Regions from separate parts of the Triticum aestivum genome. Here region 1 is linked to region 2. Evidence: chromatin contacts called from public Hi-C data. All regions are on one chromosome and are shown on one strand. Each heading gives the region's core, a stretch centred on a gene start, on an enhancer-like site or on the middle of the called end of the contact. The rest is flanking DNA. Distances are from core to core; before and after follow the strand shown.

Evidence for each region. Hi-C and Micro-C count contacts between places; a contact is called where the count stands out from the background.
Region 1: a contact with region 2 is called in a Hi-C map of leaf, with 5 times the contacts expected there. The contact joins the promoter of LOC123093458 here to the promoter of LOC123093455 in region 2. A contact is called at or near these places in 3 of 5 Hi-C or Micro-C datasets (all in leaf).

What each region holds. Positions count from the first base shown.
Region 1 is chr4B:594,254,314-594,261,518 of IWGSC CS RefSeq v2.1, forward strand. It overlaps LOC123093458, which reads right to left and starts at 2,114. Exons shown (of 8, transcript XM_044515432.1): 1 at 1,535-2,114; 2 at 1,238-1,378. The coding sequence starts at 1,779. LOC123093456 (calmodulin-binding transcription activator 3) reads right to left here. Exons shown (of 13, transcript XM_044515430.1): 9 at 6,190-6,603; 10 at 5,343-6,043; 11 at 4,657-5,233; 12 at 3,873-4,217; 13 at 3,119-3,480. The coding sequence ends at 3,367.
Region 2 is chr4B:593,851,691-593,858,447 of IWGSC CS RefSeq v2.1, forward strand. LOC123093455 (ubiquitin carboxyl-terminal hydrolase 3) reads right to left here and starts at 5,261. Exons shown (of 6, transcript XM_044515427.1): 1 at 4,937-5,261; 2 at 4,279-4,395; 3 at 3,553-3,651; 4 at 3,272-3,457; 5 at 2,994-3,175; 6 at 1,880-2,618. The coding sequence starts at 5,053. The coding sequence ends at 2,219.

The sequences.
Region 1 (7,205 bases), core at 864-3,363, 400 kb after region 2:
TCATCCAAGCAACATTTTATGTTAGAAAGGGGAATGAAAGAAGACCTTGCTATGGTCCTTTCGGAAGCCGTATTGATTCATCATAACGATGATGATTTAAGTTCAGACAGACTCACTATACACTATTGAGATTGCGCTCAGGTGGTTGTAAGGATCTTATTTTGGGTTAGCAAGCAACATTATATCTCCAGATCACGCAGAGTTGCATCATTTGGTATTTCCTAGCGTCAATGGAAGTCCAAGATTAGAATTTAGCAGTCAAATATTACAAATCTGTTTTGACGATACCTCAGAGTTGCAAAATGTTGGTCACTGATCAGTACCAATCTAATACTACCTCCGTTCGGGTTTATTAGGTCCGCTTATATTTTGGGTTAAACTTTGACCATCGATTTGATTTGCAAAATAAAAGTGATACTTATAAAAATTATATTGTTGGATTCGTATTTGAAAGAAGTTTTCAGTGATACTCCCTCTCTCTCAGTTTACAGGGCGTGCGCGTACCCCTAGATCGTCAATTTGACCAACGTAATACAAGTCATATATTACAAAAAGTATACCGATATAAACTTCAGATGTTCTATTTTCAAAAGGTATAATTTTTGTGTTATATAGTTTATATTAGGGTGATAAAATTGGCAACCTAAGCATACGTGCAGGACTTGTGAACTGAAACGGAGGGAGTACCATTTTTCCTACATATAACTCATATTTTATTCTGCAAATGTATAGTCAAACTTTGGCTCAAAATGTGAGGGAGGCTAATAAACCCGGATGGAGGAAGTAAAAACGAGCAATCATAGATTAAAGTAGCAAAAAAAACATCGTTTCCACACTGTAATCATTTGCAAACTGCAAGAGGTTGATCCCCAGGCCCTGACCAAAAATAAGCAAGCTTTGCTTGCAATTGACGGTACCAAAAAACAAAGAAGAATTTCTATGGCAATACACCTAATCCACATCAAAGCACATCTCCTTGAAAATATGAGCAGTCAGTAACAAGACATATACTACTGCTCTTCCTCCTGTCCTTCAAGAGTCTGCTCACACACTGTTTTTACACGCAACTCAGCAAAGACGGAGGCAATTATTACTTCAAATCAAGGAATCGCCCACCATCTTTGTTACAGCCAAATCGATGGCCCTTGCTATAAATAGGACAGGGAGGAACTGGCTGGTAGTAGTAGTAGTAGTACTTAACTGACAGCGGGGTGTGAGAGATACTGAGACGGCTGACCTTTTGCGGCCCCAGAGGGCGGCGATGCACTCGTCGACGGAGACGTAGGCGCCGGCGAAGGTGCCGAGGAACATGCCGTACCTGAGCGTCTCCTTGAGCGCCAGGAGCGCCGCCTCGTCGTTGGTCATCGCGCCCGCCTTCCTACACGCAGCACGCCACACGGGTTACAACTTGCAACGCAACAAGAAGCCGCGAGCGACGGCACGGATCAGCCGAGCTTTTGCCTGCAGCGGAGCCGCGAGCGGCGGCAGCAGGGATCAGCAGAGCCGCGTGCGGGGGAGAGCGGCGAGCGCCCACCTCGATCTGGGGGAGCGGCGGCTGCGGAGGCGGACGAGGAGGGAGAAGAGCGCGAGGCCGCCCTTGAGCCCGGCGCCGATGGCGAAGCCCTTGGTGGCGGCCCCCACGCAGCGGCGGAGCCAGCGGAGGTCGTCGCCATCCCCCGCGCACCGCCGGAGCCACCGGAGCTCGCCCTCCGGGGCCGAGGGCGGGGGCTTCTCCGGCGCGGGCGCGCAATGGAGCTCCTCCAGCGAGGCGGGGGCCATGGATGAGCGGGAGATGGGGATCCACCCCCTCGCGCTCGCAGCCGCAGCGGAGCGGAGGAGACAGGAAGCCGTGCTCCGGGCGGCCTGCCTGCGTGCGTGCGTGGGCAACGTGTGTCAATGTGGGGACTAGACGAGGGAGGAATAGTAGGCCGCGGCTGCTTCTGGACTACTTTGGGGGCTCCGACGGTCCGACCAGGCGCGACCCATTCTACGTATACACAGCTAGCTCTGCGCTGCATCTGCAGGAGAACTGCTGCATGTGCTGGCTGGACCTGCAGCCGCTCCGGCCATCACTGGTTTAAGGCTGCGTGTACTACTACGCATGATTGATCTGGCTCTAGGGCGGTGCTTCATTATGGTGCCAGATGCGTAATGGGTGGATGGATGATGATTGATGGGTTTCCCCTCTCTTGGTGGGCAGGCTACAGTTGTGTGTGTGTGCGGAAAATACGATGGTTAATCATCTCCTCGGACATCACATCGACCATGTACTTGTACTAGAGCTGCGACAGTTAATTTGGATCGGACGGAGTAGCAGGTATTAGTGTTACACGCGGCGGTAGTTCTACACTGACATGTTTCAGCCTACTGAAAATAGCAGTGGAAAATCAAACACCCATGGCCGGCGAGAGGCAACAAACCACGGTCTGGTCATCGGACCACTCGCTCGGAGCGAGTGACCGGCCAGAGAGCGGGAGTTGTGCACGCAACAGCCGACACGCACGCGCACGCCCCCGTCGTGTCCAGTTACACGTCCGCGTCCGACCCATTACCAAACCGGTGGCAACTGGCAACCGCGACGGACGGACCGCGCGTTGATCCTTTCCATGCGATGCCCCATGTTTCGGGAAAGCAACACTGAGCCGATGGCATCCACGCGTGTCGCACTCAAACCGTTCTCGTTTCCACTCTAGTCTGCACCAACAGACTCGTGGCCTGAGAGCGGCGTGGCATCGCTATCGCGCAGAGGCGTCAAAACGCTCTGGAAACGAGAGAATTTTCCTTAGGGCGACGTGTCTATGTTGCTCCTTCTTCTCTACTTGCTCGTTTGGACACTTGTAGCTGGACGGCGCGGCCCAAAGTTTATTTGGCTGGGTGTTTGGCTTGGGGTTTTGTCCTGGCATCTTCCGGTTCACGTCACAGCAAGAAAACATACTGACCAAAGCAACAAAACAGCAGCACTGCAAACCATGCTCGGGGACAAAATACAAATGGATGCGACATTCACCACTGCAGGTTTCGACACCTACAGCTGCATCAAAACCACGCGATCATGTTGGTACCTATCACATGTCCCTCCCAACAAAACCAAGGTCGGCACTAGGTTAAAAACCTCATGGGAATCCAAGCTTAACTAGTTTAATTTCAGGCAACTAACTGGACGGTTTCAGTTTCATAATCCAGATACATTTTCCTCCAGGATTGGATATACTGTACAAGGAGTCACTAGAGCTAGACAACCAAGAGACCAACAAAAAAACTCAAACCATAATGGACAAGGTAATTTAGTCACTATCATCTATCTGGTGAGCCTAACAAACAAATCAGAGAGGTAATTTACAAGAACAAACGCCACTTGGTTACGACCTAGAAATAGCCAGGCAACGGCGGCATGTCATCGTCCCAGAGCTCTTTGAATTCACTCATCAAAAAGCCTTCATCCATCTCCGTCGACTCCTCAAGCATACTTTCTTCCACAGGCTGTGCCACATTAGCAACAAAAGAATTGAGTAAGCATCCCATTAAGAAAACAGAGCAAAACTCCCATTTCTTTTTTTCACCCCCAAACTCTTAAATCGGCAAAATCACGTCCAGATTTATCAAAACCAGATAGATCTCTTCCCAGGGACTACCCCCAGGCGGGGTTTTATGACGTGGCTTTGGAAATCAACTCCACGCCATCCAAAACTACTTTGGAATAGCCTCCACTTTTGATAGTTGTCCAATTTGTCTGGTTTTACAGTCGAGGGGTAAAATATATACTCTGGCAGAAAAACATGCCTAATTTTGAGCCAAAACATCATGCCTAATTGTTCAGCATCACCCTAAAACTTTTGTATTGGTGCTAGAAGGGCGGGAAAACGTAATGCTACCTGGGATTCCTGCATTTTTGTTACGACAGTCAGAATCCTCTGATATTGGTCCCGGGCTTCGGGGTACTGAACCATGGACTTCACTCTGGCAAGAGCTCTCTGCAGTCTTTCTTCAGTTTGCTTCCGTCCTTCTTGCAAGAAGTTATAATCATCCTCTGCGGGTTTAACTGGGGTTACATCGACACTGCTGCTCCTAGTGCTGCTGTCTGTTGCACCTTCTGTAGACCGAAACCCGCGTAACCCAGCTCCTCGCCGCCTCCATCGCAATATAACCTTCTCCACTATCCCGACAGACCAAATTATTTTGCGATAATGCTTTCTCACTTGGTGACCTCGCACATGAGCCTAGCCAGTACACAATATAGCACGGATGAGAAAATTTGTTCATTATAATGATAGCATCAGAAGAAAAGATACTTGACAAAGCATTATACTACTGTTAAAACATCATGTTATGATACCCTGTCCTAGATACTAGATTAGTCGAAGAGAAAAAAAATGTAGCTCATGTTTCACTCAATTACCTTTACATAAATTTGTACTCCCTCCGTCCCAAAGTAAGTGTCTCAACTTTGAACTAACCTTAGTACAAAGTTGTACTAAGCTTGAGACACTTATTTTGGGACGAAGGGAGTACATGATATATGGTCATAGTTGATTTTAGTATTGCAAAATTCAGTAGAAAAAATATGGTGTGTTGGCGTACTCATTCAGTATTAATCTGGAGCGTTCAGAATTTCAACAAAAATAATTTGATTAATTGTCATACACTTAATATTCATACCTGGATCTTGACAATTCGCTGTCTAATAAGCAGAAATTCTTTTCTTCCCTTCCATCCACGGAATTTGTTTTGTATTCGAGTTGCAGCAGCATGCATGGGATCGAATTGCCCTGGTTTAGATGGTTTATAAGACAAGAGTGACATGGCACGTTCATCTGATATCACACCATTGTCATCCTCATACTGAACTGCTTGCTTTCTCTGGAAGGACTGCACCCTGAAAACTTGATATATCCGAGCAGCAGCTTGGGCAGCATTCCGCACAGCACCTAGTGAATCTCCCATCGATCCAGCCTGAAGACCTTGACCTGCCGATGGTGAAGCAATTCTTCCGGTAACATCTCCAATACCAGGTAGACCAGATACCTCTGATGCATTGCTCCCCATGGCTTCCTTCAGGTTGAGGGTTTGAAGATGGCTTGTTAAAGAAAACTCTGCCAGGAAACCAGAAATTCCCTTGTGCCCATTGAACGACGCAAGATCAGCTGGTGTGCGTCCTGAAGGGAAATCAGGCCTTGGATCCGTCAAAGCTCCAGGAGCCGCACCTAATGCTATAAGAGCAACAACTGTTCGCTCTCTGCAGAACAGGGCAAACAAGTTTAATACATATATATCAATATATGTATGTATGGATGGATGGATGTATATATGTTCAAACAAAAACTATCACCCTCACAAGAACTTACCTGCCACAAAATGCTGCCCAGTGAAGTGCAGTCCACCCATGAACATCTCTGAAATTTATGCTTACACCAGCAGTTATTGTTGGCCTTATCGCCCAGTCATATCCTAGAGCAGCTGCCAGATGAAGAACGCCCTGCCCTTCATCATCTAACACACTGGGACCTTTGCCACCACCTCCTGCTTTACGGAGAAGCCAGATATGCAGCTTTTCTTTCATACCGCTTTCAACAAACTGATCCTGCCTATCATCAGGGGCAAGCTGATTATCATCAGCGAACTTTAGCAATTCAGACCACTGATCATTGTTTGTCATCAATGAGGTTATCTTCTTGTTCAAATCAATCAACTCCTTTGTGGGGTTAGATAAAGCTGCCTGGAACTCATCTTGCTCATCTTGTCCCAAAGACAATAATTCATCGAGACGCGCCTGGAGATATATTTTGTTTGTAGCACCATGTGGACTTGGAGCATCCATGTATTGAGAATCACTTGGTCGATATTCAAACTCTCGTACTTCACTGCAGGCTAACCTGTTGGAGCAAGTCACATAAAAAGGGACCCTGCCAGGTTTGTGCGAGGGAGAATAACACCTGAGAGTTCCGTCTGCTAAAATATCTGCTGGAACTTCGACTTCTCCAAACATACACGACCACTTGAGCTTTATAACTTCGTCAGAAGTTAGGAATCTACCAGTAACAAGAACCTGCAGGACACAAGAAATTTTGTAAGCAGTTAAAAAACACCAATTCACTCAGACACCAAGACAGTTCTATTTCGTATGGCACTCCTAAGACTTTCAAGCTTTAGAAGCATAAAGGTAAATAAAAGGATAAGTGTAAGAAGACATACCCTAGTCTTTGAACCTGCGTATGTCCAGCTTGGAAAATATTCAGTTATACTAAACAGCTGATCTTGTGCAACCATTGGGTCCAGAGTAAACTGATCCAACTGATCACGGCTCGATGCTCCAATGATATTGTCAGCATCTTCACTGTTCCAGTACAATCCAGAACTGGACTTAACTTGGGAATCATCTACTTCAGCAAGTTCTTTGCTCATCCATCTAGTAAAACTATCACTTTTCTTAAAGCTGTCCTTCAGGATATCAGAAAGATTAGATGATTGAGTTTTCAGGACGGGGAAATTAATGGCTTCCTCCAAAAGTTTATTGTTTTGTTCAAAACTGTCCACTGTAGCAAATGTACTATCAGTAGCACTTGGAAGCTGAAATTCAGTAGTCCTGCCATCAATAGCACTTGGAAGCTGAAGAAATTCAGTAGTCGTACCATCATTAGCACTTGGAAGCTGAAATTCCGTAGTTTCACAAGTGAGTGCAAAAACCAAATTGAAGCCGGACAATAATAGTATATATTTTAGGGGGAAGACAATAATAGTATATATTTTAGGGGGAAGACAATAATAGTATAATATCAGTAGCATGGAAGTCAAGCAGATGCAATTAATCACAATGTGCAAAACAACATACAAAATAAGTCTCTGGGATGCCAAGAAACAGCAAGGGAAAGAAAGAAAAAGTTCTATCCATGGAAACAAAAACCAGGAAATCATCTTTTAAACAATGTAATAGGAAACACTATTACTACGACTATTCAAAGAAAATAAATGCACGTCATCCTGAAAAAATCACTATAAAAGCTGCAAATATTAATCTGTGCAAAGTGAATATATAATACATCCAATCCATAACTATTATGGATCGGAGGGAGTTTCATAGATTCATACTTTAACAACACTACATAACCGAAAGGCTGGAGAAACGAACATGTTAAGATTGGCTATGCTCTTTTAGCTCTGACAATGACATTGCCGCTCTATAGTCTAGCATTTCCCCCCTAAAATTCCAA
Region 2 (6,757 bases), core at 4,011-6,510:
TTGCAGCTTGGTTGGTTATGCCTATTCATGTTTTGTCGTTTTTATGCGATTGCCTGTTGTGATGTTACACTTTCTCTGGAAAACATGGGCACTATAACTTACAATGCCAGTATTTTCCAATGTTTGTCTGTCTATATCGTGGTGGTGATGGCCATCCTGGTTGCTGGTACTTCTCCATGGAGGGGATCTGATCAAGAGGCCTGATTATGCTGAAAATACTTGTACATGTTGGTAAAATAACAAAAGGAGTGTAGAAAGATGGTTGTTGGGCCAGAGGAGGACATAGGATTGTTATCCCCACCGTGGAGGTAAGATGGATTTGGTGGTTACTCGGTATCTGATTCTAAAGAGAACCCTGCTGAACCCCTGTTCAGATTATTTGAGTTCATGCCATCCTCCACAAGGAACCAATTTCCATGAGGTACTGCTGGAAGAGGTGGTGCAGGAGTCTGGCCATGTTGTAATATGAGAAACCTTCTCCTTGTGTCAGGATCTATCCCAGACTCCGCAACTTTGGCCTGTTCTCTAGTTGGAGAAGCTTGCAGTGGATCTAAGGGACCTGGTTAAACGACTGGTAGGCTGAAAGGAGGTGGTAGAACCTGATTGTTTTTTACTCAAAGGCGGCTGAAGATGGAACTAAATTTTGACTAGGATCTACTGGGAACAGTCCCGTAAGTGTAGCATTTTTGGGCTAGTGGCGTCACAGAGTTAGCTATTGTTGGATTCAAAGCACTGCCAGTGCCAGATGCTTTCCTGGAAATAGGAGAGATGAATACACAACTAAAAACAGAGCAAAACAGGAAAAAAAAATACCTGCAAAGTAGCATGCAGTTAATTTTAGTTTCCGTTTTCTGTACAGAACGGCTCCATTAAACATCAAGCTACTCTTGAGTCAAGCTGAAGCTTACTGTGCTGCAATGAACACCATCATGGCCGAAATTTTAGCTTTAGCTTTAGCCAAAATTTTAGCATTACAATTTGGCTATATTAGCAACAGAAATTGTAGAATACAAAAACCAGTCATGCAATGAACATAGTTTTTCTCATGAACTGATAGTTGTTCCAACTCGTCAGAAACATCATCACAGTCTCTTTATTGTTAAACACTGATTCCACCATAGCTGGTATCCTTAAAAGGTTAAAAAAAGAGCTTATATTTATAGAATTTAATTTGCTGAGTGATCTCATGTTGGAAACATCATCATCCACAGTAGCACAACCACCCTTTAGGCATTGTCAAAAGCCAGTGAATCTCGGTTCCCGTTAACCTATGTGGCCGGACGATTCACTTTGCTATGCCAGTCGCCAGTGCAGGGACAAATCTAAATCATCCAGTAGCCATCAGCTAGAATGTTCTATTCCCCGGTGTATTGTACTCCTACGTAACTGTTGTCGCTTCGGTGAACTGTTGGATTCCAGTTTGAGCTTGTGCCACTTGCGTGCATATGGTTTCTGGGGAAAATATCTTGCCTGTAGTGGTAACTAGGATGAACTAAGTGGCTGGAGGAGAACAGCCGGTCCAGATCAACAGCGGCGTCCAGCTGCCCAGATAGGCACCCACGAAATGCAGAATCAGCTTTGTTGCTTCCTCACTTGGGCTTCATCCTACCTTGCCAAACAAATCTCACCACTTATAATATCCATGTGGTCCACTGCAACCAAGTTGGAAAACTGGCTATGCAGTCACACACCACATATGTATGTGGCTGTACATATCTGAATTCGGTTTCTCGCAATTTCGGGAGCTTAGCACGTTGGAACAAGCGCTCCCAAATCAGAGTATACAGTATATACAAATACAAATGACAAAGAAAGGAAGGCCGTAGATTCGTTCGCATGTGTATACTTCAGAATCAGCAGAAGCTCTCCCAAGCAAAAATTTACCAAGCCAGAAGGCTTCAAGATACAAGCATCCCTTCACATGATAAGATCTTCTTGAGAAACATTATTCCAGATCAATACAAACTTGCGCCACAACACAACGGAAACACAACATCAAGAAGACTGCAAGATTCGGCGGCTATAGTACCCACCCGCAAAACTCGTCACAGCTTCTTTTATTGCTAAGCACTGACTCCACCAAAGCATCTAAGGTTGAATGGTCTTTGCCATTCTAATTATTCTGATTTACCGAATCTTCTATATAGCACGGAGCAGGGGGTGTGGCGACAAAAGGAAAAAAAAACCGTGTTGCTAATCACGAGATATACGGAAGGCATCAGCTTGTTTTAGCGACGCTTTCGTAGAAGAGTATGTAGCCATTGTCGGTGTTACCACTGAACTCCTGTGCCGAGCCGAAGAATGTCTGTACCATGGACTCATCGGTCATCTCAACAGTCTCATCGTCGAAGAACAACCAGTGGTTGTGGCTCTTTACCACGCTGATGTAGTGGCCATGGTTTGGCCCACTTCCGACGTGGACTAGCACAGCGAAGAGGGAATATTCCAAGTCTGAGTTGTCGACCGTGTTCATGAGTTTAAGCTCCAGTGGGAAAACAACTCGGTATGTCAGCTTTTTGTAGCGCCCAAGCTGCTCGATGTACTTGAAGCGCTTGAGATGGATTACCAGGATGTTTGGCTGTTTCTTTATCTTCATTCTTTTCTGTGCTTCTTGTAAACTGAAATTAATGACAACTTCAATCAAGGTCCAAGATAAATAGAGATAATCCAAACACACAAACAATAGACAGGCAATGCAACAATTTTGATACATTGAATATCAGATCAAATTATGATAGGCGAAATGAAAATGAATGCCTGTGACACACAATTTTTGCCAAATAACTGAACTTGGAAGTTTGATATGCTAGTGCATAGTCAATGAATGAACTTAAAGCACATAAGTCAAGCAAGTAGGCAGAGGTAATAAATAACAACATTTCCACAAGCTCTGATGCTACTCTACTAAATCATGATGTGGACCAGGAGGAAATGGAGATACCGGATATCACATGAGGAAACAACAGGCAATCAAAAGAAATGGAATAACGTACCTGCAGCATTTGTCACAGAAGAACTTATCCTCGGCGTTCAAAGTTTCTGTTGAGCTGAAGTTTTTAAGACAGCTGGTGATTGAACTATTTTGTTCTATATCCAGGCTCAAGTCAAGAAATGTTTCATCTCTATCAGTGACGGTTTCACATCTCAGACATTTTGTTTGATTAGTCAATATTCCCTAAAGAAATAAAATACCATGAGGCACATCTCCCAGACTGCAATAAGAGCATGATTCATACAGAAACAATATAGGCAGAAATGGATGAAAACTCACCTGGAAGCATTTGTGGACCCATGTAGTCTCTGGTTCTTTATGACTACCATTGGGCTGACCATTAATAGGGCCATTAGAACTCTTATTTGAAGATGAATTTTGAGGAGTTTCTTTATTGGCTTTACATTCTTTCTCGAGAATGTCAACTAGCTCATTCAACAAAAAATTCAGAAATTCATGAGCATCCTGTAAAACACAATAGTATAGCAGTCATGGTCAATTGGGATGATTGAGATGCCATAACACGCTAGTAAATGTGTCATCATCACGTAATGTATTACTTGATGCATATAGCTGCGGAAAAGCTCATTCTGTTTCTTCAGTCGTTGAATAAAACGCTTTGGAGCAATAACGCCTGTTTTCTTCTTCTGATTGCTGATCTGTGTGCACAGAGGAAGATGACAATTATATTTTGCAATGTTGATCCAGCATAGCTACTATTATCAAATCATACAACTGAAACTAGTAAAAGGCCTCCACATAAAGGGCACTACCCAATGAACATTGATGTTCAGACTAAAAGATAAACAACGAAGGCAATTGACTAGCACCTATGTATCATCTCACTACAGAGTTAAACACAAACAAACCCTGAAACCATAGAGATCAACCAAGACAGTAGCAAGTGCTATCCTGTGAATGTTCTCCATTTAACATGCATTATAGTTATAATCACTTCCAGGTTTATCAATTAATTACAAAGGCTCCTGGGGTTGCTCCACAGTCCAAATTCTTGAATTTGACACTAGCAACACTCCAGGGGGGTTACTAGATACTGCCAAATGCAGAATTCTTCAAGAAACACACGCATTACACTACAGGCCACTGATGAGGAACCCCTCAATGAACCAGAGAAAATCCCATGTCATTCAGGGGATATGCGATAAAGTGCCAGTTCAGATTTTATGCTTACATGTGATTTCTGATTTGTATATGACGCAGCAAATGGAACTTAAGGAAACTGAGGCAGAGGAAACAATTTCAACAATAGATAGCTGCAGTGGTACCTGAGAGAAGAGGTCAGCTAAGCAGGTTAACATGTTCTCTTCGCCATCGCTGGCGCTTTTATTGTTAGCATAGTACTCCAGTAATTGCTCGCGGAAAGGAACACAGAAGTAAAGTGCCTGTAATAGAATCACAAAACAATTTAGCCAATCCCATGAGGAATATAAATCGAGAAAACATATTATCCTCTCTCTCGCAACAATGTTTCTGATGAGAACACCTCCATCCATACAGGGCAAAACTCACACGCAGTCTATGCAGAAGCGCTGAGCGCCCCCAATCCCCCATTGTCAAAATTTTAACATTAAAAATGCAACCTCGCGGTTCAAAGTTCGAACACACATAATCGAAACAGGAACAACATCTCATCATCCATCAGGCCAACCCCAAGAGTGAGTTTCTCCATGCAAGGGGCGCTGACTGGACTCTGAACCTCACTACTCGCTCCGCGGCCTGCGCTCACCCCGCACACAAATCTACCCCGACATCGCAAGATCGAATTCAAGGCTCCGCGATCCGACGGAAAACCGCGCCCCTCCCGACGCGGGGGACGCATTGAACAGGACGAATCAATCGCGCGCGCACCGCCCTTGGGGGCGAAGGAAACGAGGCGCCCGCGCGCACGCGACGATCTCGGTTTTGGGGGCAGGGCGTCCGTACCTGGAGGACGCTGTTGCAGTAGCAGGTGTTGCCGAAGTTCTCGAGGCCGAAGTATCGCTCGCCCTCGGGGAACTGCTCGCCCAGCGCCTTCTCCAGCCTCGAGCTCGCCGCGCCCATCACCGCCCAACTCCCATTTGCCCGCCCGCGCTGCACGGCGACGGATCGGCCTCACCGCCGGCTCGTCTCGGCGATGCGGTGCGGTGCGGTGCGACGCGGGCCAGTACCGACTTGGGGATCGGTGGGCGGGGGGTTGGAGCAGGAGGAAGAAATCGGACGGATGGATGGTTTGGAGGAAACGGGCGAAATAAAAAGGCGTCCGCGTGACTGTGCGTGCCGCTGGGGTGGTAGTAGAGGAAGAACGGAAGGACTCGTCAAATCGGTGCGGCCGCCTGCGCTGCGCTGGTGGAGGTGGACGCTGCCGGCCGGTCCGGTGCGATATCTGCGACCGACCGTGTCTATCTTGATTCGACGGTCTGGATCGATCCAGGAGCGTGGGATCGGCCACTGCTGGCAGAGAATGACAGGCTCCCCCCTTGCGCTGCAGAACGGACCGACCGCCACGCCGTTAAAAATCCTTACGTGACGTTTTGTCTAACTTTCAGGATTATATGTATATTCCCTTCTTCGTAATGTAAGACATTTTTTAACACTAGAGAAAGTACAAGACGTTTTAAATCACCACTGACTGAACGGTGGATTTCATAACCTGCAGGCATGATGAAAATTAATGTTGATGGAGCTTCTGAGCATAGTGGCCACAAAGGAGCAGCGGCTGCAATTTGTAGAGACCACACGGCAGCCTACCTTGGATCCTTAACGGTAGTTTTCAATAGTATTGCCGATCCTACTACACTTGAAACATTTGCATGTCAGGAAGCTCTGTCAGTTGCTGAAGATCTTGGACTACGCAACATTTGTGTTGCATCATATTTCCAAGGTGTTATCCAAGACGATATTCGGGGCTTGGACGGCCCTCATGGAGCGATCATAGCGGAAATAGGACGTTGCAGGACTTTATTTCAGTCTTGTAATTTCATTATTGAGTGTAGGAAGTTTAATTTTGAAGCTCGCAATCTTGCCAAATATGCTACCTCTATAGATAGTGGTCGTCATATTTGGTTCGGTCACCCCATGATCCGGCTATTGTACCTATGAACATTGCTTTGAGTTAATCAAGATGGCGAGATTTCCCCAAAAAACTAGCACATCATTTTTTTCCTCTCCGAAAGGGTCGATAGCCAATGGCGTGGGCTTGTGTCTCTTTTGTGCTCGGTCGTAGATTTCTTCAGTTCATTGAGATAAATCTCGGAAGACATGATTAGTATTTTATTTATTTATTTTGATTTAAAGAGAAAACAGTAAGATAATAGCAATGAACAAATTAAACTATATGCAAGCAGGTAGGTAATGACTAAGTGTTAGGCTCCCCGGCAAAGGGCCAGAAAATACTTGATGACCTGCAAAAGCACAAGCTGTTGTAGTACAGTCCTATTTCCTTGAGCATAATTTTGGAATTGGATAAATAGGGACTGATTATAGTAAGCGGGTAAAAATCTTCCTTTCAAAAGACTTTTCATTTACCGCCAAGTTCTCACACAAGGTTCTCCCCTTAGCCTGCGTTCTTCTTGAACACGATGCCACCATGCACCGGCTCCTCCTTCCAGCTTGTACGCGACCAAAGGAACTCTACAATCTTTCGGAACCTCCATGACCTCAAAGAAAGTCTCCATTTCATATAACCAATCAATGCACCCTTCAATATCAATATTTACATTAAAAGTGGGGATCTCAACTTTCACCATGTATATATCCCTTACATAT